2 separate regions of the Mus musculus genome follow, and region 2 is linked to region 1. A link is a contact called in public Hi-C data. All regions are on one chromosome and are shown on one strand. The core of a region is the stretch at or near the end of the contact, and the rest is flanking DNA. Distances in the headings are between cores, read along the strand shown. Region 1 overlaps Cemip2 (cell migration inducing hyaluronidase 2). Region 2 has its middle 230 kb from the start of Trpm3.

Region 1 (3,314 bases), core at 233-2,732:
GTCAAGTTAAGCATGAAACCTTCGAGAGCAGTGAGCAGTGATCAGGGAACATTTAAGGCCCCAAGGTGATGAACCTGGGATGCCAAAAAAATGGGCCAAAACTTAAGGAGGACCACTTAGATGAGAATAAAATTATGAAGCAAGAATATTGGATGTCCTACTTTGCTTCCTGTTGCTGTGATGAAAAACGCCATGTAATAAAAAGCAACTTGGGGAGGAGAGGGCCTATTTCAACTCACAGGCTACATCCTAACTGAGGGAGGCAGTGGCAGGGGCTCACAGCAGGATTCTGATGCAGAGACCCTGTGGGGATGCTATTGCTTACTGGATCTCTCCCTTGCTTTCTACCTGCCTAGGGATAGTGCTACCCACAGTAGGCTGGGCCCTCCTGTTTCATTTAGCAATCAAGAACATGCCCCACAGACAAGCCAATGGACTAGTCTGATCTAGAAAATTTCTCAGTTGAGGTTACTTGTTTCTAGTTGACTCTACTTTATATCAAGTATATCAAGTTAGCACTAAATAAAATTAGCATATTGGCCTAATCTCCCCGCCCTCCCCGCCAAAAAAAACAAACAAACAAACAAACAAAAAAAACCCCTACAAAGTTGCTATTGGAAAGTTGCCCGTGTATTTTTTATTATGTTTGTTATGAGACTAGACTCAAGATGGAATTCAGTCTGGTCTAGAACTCACAGGGCCTGCCTGCCTCTGCATCCAAGTGTTGGGATTACTGGAAGGAGCTACCAAATCTGGTCACACCTGCTTTTAAAAAGGTTTTTTATAGTTGGTAGTTTCAATGAGTTCGTGCCAGAAAAACTGTTAAACAGTTGGCTTCTTTTTCTGCCTTGAAAGAACTTATCTAAGCCTGCTGGCTGAGCTGGCTCAGGGCTTGCGTCACAAGTGTGAGATGTCAGTGCAACCTCCCTACAAGGCAGGCGAGGTGCCAGGAGAGGTAAGGGGAGTCCTGGGATTGCTGAACAGAGTCCAGCTGAATCATGCAGCACCGGGTCCACTGAGAGACCCTGTCATGAAACTAATGTGAGTCGTGAGTGAGGAAACCAGCTGACAGGAGCATCCTGCCTCCACACATGTTTGTTCCCTCATGTTTGTATGCATGTATGCAAAGGCCACGCTATGTACTTTATATGTTTGTATATAGTATGTACATGGATGGAGGAATAAGTATATTAAGAGGCTGTGGACATTGTAACTGGACTCCTCATTATGGCTTCAGAAGTTTGTTACTAGATAAACCTGTACGTATTATGAAAATGGTAATTATTCCTTCATACTCTGAGTTCTCTTACCAGTTTTCAAATGCAGACATACTAAGGAACTAGACTCCATTAGTAAGCTGTAACCTCAGAGCTAATTATAGAAGGGGAATGACTAGATAGTTGGCAGCTGTATGTATGTGTGGAGCAGTGTGCAGACTATGTCCACGTGTGTTCATGCAACCCAGACATGAGTAAAAATGACAGGACACAAATGAGTAATAAATAAATCAGGCTGTGAGCTGAACACCGGGCTCCTGGGATCTAGCAGATACACTCATCCCGTTCCTCAGAGAGGAAGCTGACTCACCAATTATCAGAGTCCTCAAGATGGGAAACAGTGGGAATTTGAAGATTGGGAAACTTCATTAGAAGTTGGGGAATTTCATAAAGAAGTTTTTAAAAGGGGTAGGGTGAGGCATGGTAGCCAATCAGTGCATTATAACTAATTAGTACATTCAAATCAGGGGAGGTGATTGTATTAGTTATTTTTGTCATTGCTATGACCAAATATTTTACAGGAAGCAACTGGAGAGGGGGGAGGGTTTTTTTTTTTGTTTATACTTTGAGAAGGGATATCACGGCAGGGAAGGAAGGCTCAGTGAGTGGCCAGGTTGTGAGGCAGCTGAGCACAGAGAATCCACAGTTATCAGTCAGAGGGAGAGGAACACTGGTGTTGGCTGACTCTTTCACAGACTGGTGCCACTTGCATTTAGGGTGGGCCATCCTACCTCAGTTTACCCAGTCTGGAAATTTCCTCACAGACATGCCTAGGGATGTCTCTCTATAGTGATTTAAATCCCACTAAGTTGTCAGCAGTATTAACAACCGAGAGACTGGAGAGATGGCTTAACCATTAGGAGCGCTTGCAGCTCTCGGAGGACAGGAGTTTTGTTCACAGCCTAGGTTGGGTGGCTCACAACCACCTGTACCTCCAGCATCTAGCCTCTATGGGCACTTGTTTTGTGTATATATATACACAGAGACACAGGACCACACATACACTTAAATAAAAATAAAATAAATCTTAAAGAAATTAACCATCATGATGTTTTGTCTATATGTGTGTTAGTGTACCACCTTCATAACCCAAAAGAGGTTATCAGATCCCCTTGAACTGGAGTTATAGATGGTTGTGAGCCATCATGTGGGGGTTGGGAATTGAACCCAGGTCCTCTGGAAGAATAGACAGTGCTTTTAACCACTGAGCCATCTTGCTAGCCCCTAACTGCATTTTCTAAATACCAGTGAAAAAGCTGAAATTGAGGACCCAGCTTTGGTGTAAATGATCAGTCATTGGGCTATATAGAGATGCTCAGAAGAGATGAGGGGGCTGCAGCAGGGGGTCACATGTTGCATTATAATATCTGTGTGTCTTTATTTAGAGTAGTGGTTCTCAGCCTGTGGGTCATGACCCCTTTGGTGAGGTGGGGGTCACATAGCTGATACTCTACATATCAGATATTTACATTAAAATTTATAACAGTAACAAAATTACAGTTGTGAAGTAGCAGTGAAATAATTTTATGGTTGTGGGTCAGCACAACATGAGGAACTGCATTAAAATGCCGCAGCAGAAGGAAGGTTGGGGATCCCGCTAATTTAGAACATTACAGAGCTCCTTCCCGTGGCTCTCCTTGTTTGACTTGCTGTAACAACTTTGTGCAAGGCTTTTTACCTCTTCAGTCTGAGCTAGTTAGGGCACTGGGCTTGGGTAGACATCATCCTCTTCATCCCTGATGCTCCCATTCCAGTCTGTGCCATCAGCATCTATCAGAAACCCACAAGGAGCCTCCCTTCTAGTCCATTCAGCAAATGTCATCCTGGGATATGCTGGGAGGGGTGGGAGGTTGGTGGATAGCGGAGATCGGATCACACGGTTTCCTGCTTTTGCTGACCTCCCATGCTTATTGAGCCAAGGGGCATGTGTGTGCCTTGGACCTGTTCCATTTCCCTCCTTCTCACCTCACTTCTTGTTCTCCAGTGACTTGCTTGGTACAGAGTGTAGTGCTTGATATAGAATGTGCAGCTCACAGG
Region 2 (3,314 bases), core at 492-2,991, 400 kb after region 1:
GCATTTTCTTTTATTTTTTAAATTCATTAACTAAAGTCCCTCCCTCCATCCTCCTTACCCTTCACCTCCTTACCCCTCTGCATATCCCTCCACCCTGGCACATCAAGTCATTGCATCTTCTCCCGCTGAGGCCAGAAAAGGTGGCCATGGAGACTGAGTTGTGTATCTGCTACATGTGTGTGGGGCCTCATAACAGCCCATGTATGTTCTTTGGTTAGAGGCTCAGTCTCTGAGAGCTCCCAGGGGTCCAGGTTAGTTGACTCTGTTAGTCTTCTGCATTTTCTTAATTAGTGATCAATGGAGAAGGACCCAGCCCATTAGGGGTGGTGCCATCCCTGGACTGGTGGTTCTGTGTTCTATAAGAGACAGGTTGAACAAGCCAGTAAGCCGCTCCTCACCATGGCCTCTGCATCAGCTCTTGATTTCAGGTTCTGGCCCTGTTTCAGTTCCTGTCCTGACTTTCTTTGATGAATACAAATATGGAAATATAAGCCAAGTAAACCTTTCTTGGGAGATTTTGGGAGGAAAAGGAAGTTGCATTTTGGTCATGGTGTTCGTTGCAGCAATAGAAACCTAACTAGGACAGACTCTAAGTCCATGATTTTGAGATTCATATTGTATGAACACATCCTCATGGTAACTGTGCCTATAACACATGGTAACTGTGCCTTATTAAAAAAAAAATCTACCAATGAGGGCATTATTGACAGAAAAGGCCAAAAGAAACAAAAAAGAAAAAGAAACAAAAGAAAAGAAGAAATTGACAACAGCAAAAACATCTTTAAGAATGATAATGTTTTTAAAATAAAGAAAGCTGATCTTACAGTGACTAATAAACTTCTAGGCTATTTTGCTGAAAGTGAGATTTGAATTTATGCTGATCAAATTTGTTGCAGATAAAGATGACTGCTGTCTCTTGCTCGGCACAGAGGTTCTGTTGGGGAAACACTGCATTCTTTTAAATTACAGCCAAGAATATTACTTCTATATTACCCATTCACTTCTTCACTTTTGCTATTCCCCAAGGCCACAGTTCCATTAAGGCCAGGGACAGAAAAGTCGGGTGAGCAAACCAGCCCATTTCAATAGACAGAAATTTGCTCACAAAGTAGAACATTATCTTCCATATTGCTCTGCAGTTGCTTTGGCAGTCATTGTCCTTTATGGCAGACTTATGGAGAAGCTGTGAGCTGAGCACTTATTTGGATCTAGGATTTCCTGTCTAATTCTTAAGAAGAGAAAAGGAAGGATAAAGATTAAGAGCATCATTTAAATGTGAGCCAGCGGAGCTTACTACAGAATGAGTGGGACTGTGATTTGTGCAGGGAGGACCAGCTAATTTGGATGTGTGACCTGACTGCAGACAGTGTCCTCAGTTCCTGAAAAATGAAGCATCTGCCAGATGCACTGTGATGTTAATTAGATGCTGGACCAGATAGAAGTGGATGGATACAAAATCCAGACAAATGAGAGGGGGCTGAGGAGTCCTCTTTGTATGCGAGGGAGAGGATTGCTGTGGAGGCTCTTTTTTTTTTTTTTTTTAAACAATATCACATGTCTGCTTATTCATGAACACTGATTCCTTGTGAAGTTTACAGATCTCTGTGTTTGAAATATGGGGCGTGTTGAGTATGAAAATGCTCTCTAGAGACTTTTACCACAACGATTTGATGAGAAATAACATGAAGTTGTATTTCTACATACAATGCCTCTTGCCTCTTTAAAAGTAACAGACTTCGCAGGAAGTGGTGATGTTGCAATAAAAATTAAAGCATGCAATGCTCAGAAATGTCAGGGATGTATGCTTCTTCTTTTTTTTTTCAGAAATAACTTTATTCCACTGAGACAATGGCCATGGAGTGATGTGGCTAGCTGCAAACACATGCCTCTAGTCTTACTATTCTGTCCTTCATGGATCTCTCCAGTCATTACTGCATTTCTAAGATATTCTCTGAGATCATTTCCTGTATTCACATACTCTAATTGTGTATGTCCCACCTTTTTCTCACCTCTCTGGGGCTCAGGGCTGTGATCCAAAAAGTAGTAAGAAAGCTTTAGAATCATATCTACATCTACATCTACATCTACATCTACATCTACATCTACATCTACATCTACATCTACATCTACATCATCTACATCTACATCTACAGCTACAGCTACAGCTACAGCTACATATGCTAAGACAAGAGTATGAGTCTCTTTTTTGTGTGCTACTAAGCCATGGCTACATTGTTCAGAAGAATAACCGTCAGTATTGACTGAGAATGTGCCCTATGCCAAAGACTAAACCAAGGGTTCACAAAGATCACCCAGTTTAATTTGTATAGCAACCTATTACAAGTATTGCCCATATTTTATGGTTGTGAACCTACGTTCTAGCCAAGTGAAGTATCATGTCCATAGAGGTGAGAAAGAGCTGTGATCTGAACTCTAACTTATCCTCTTGCCCATTTCTCTGCTTCCCCATCTGAGATAACAGTTTAGACTACAGGCTATGTAGTCTGTACAGCTGCTTCCAGAAGCTTGAAGGTTAGCTCAGTCTCTGCTTACCTTGATTTTATCACTTGCTGTTGCCTGAAATGCCACATACAGGGACATTCTTTGAGTGAGAACACAGCGAGGGCTAATGAGTCATCAGCTGCCAATCAGCTGCCAACTGGATTTCCCGGGTGGGCTCAGGGTTTCATAAGTGTGACAGGCCATTTAATATGGATGATAATGAAAGTTTTAGTTCTCCCTTAAAACATTTTATGCTTTTAAGGCATGCTTTTTGTTTTCCTGTTTTTTAGATTATTTTTGGAATAAAAGAGTTATATAGCCCCATAGAAAAACCAGTCTATGCTTTACAAATATAAATGTGTCTATCAGTGACTTCTAATGGCAAAGCTTTGGTCCAGCTCACACTATGTAATTGTGTTCATTGTAGAATGTTAGAGACCCCAGCCAGAGGGAGGGATATTTTAGAGGATCTCCTATGTGCAACTAGTTGCTTTTGCTTGCACATATGCATAATTTGCGGTGGGGGAGGGGGTGGGGGGGAAGGGCGGGCGGGGAGTTGAGGCAATATTCACTTGGCCCCAATAGACTATCTTAGAAGAAGGTCACATCAGTTCCCTGGGGCTACCATGGCAAATGGCCACAAACTAGGAAACACAAAGCAACAGAAATAGTCATTTCACGGATGGTGGCTGTACATATGACATCTAGGTGTTGGTAGGTTAAAGTCTTTGGATGTCTGAGTGAACATTTGTTCCTACTTTCATCCCCATTTCAGGTATTTTATGATAACCTGTAGCCGTCTTTTTCTTATG

What was found. Hi-C and Micro-C count contacts between places; a contact is called where the count stands out from the background.
Region 2: a contact with region 1 is called in a Hi-C map of adipose-derived mesenchymal stem cells, with 2.0 times the contacts expected there. A contact is called at or near these places in 1 of 39 promoter capture datasets (hippocampal neurons), 1 of 484 Hi-C or Micro-C datasets (adipose-derived mesenchymal stem cells) and 1 of 130 datasets of targeted methods (large pre-B cells).

The regions. Positions count from the first base shown.
Region 1 is chr19:21,818,864-21,822,177 of GRCm38.p6, forward strand. The region is part of intron 12 of Cemip2 (cell migration inducing hyaluronidase 2); the gene reads left to right. Among named protein-coding and RNA genes, the nearest start is that of Cemip2, 42 kb to the left of the region's middle.
Region 2 is chr19:22,221,305-22,224,618 of GRCm38.p6, forward strand. It overlaps a transcript of Trpm3 not described here. Among named protein-coding and RNA genes, the nearest start is that of Trpm3, 230 kb to the right of the region's middle.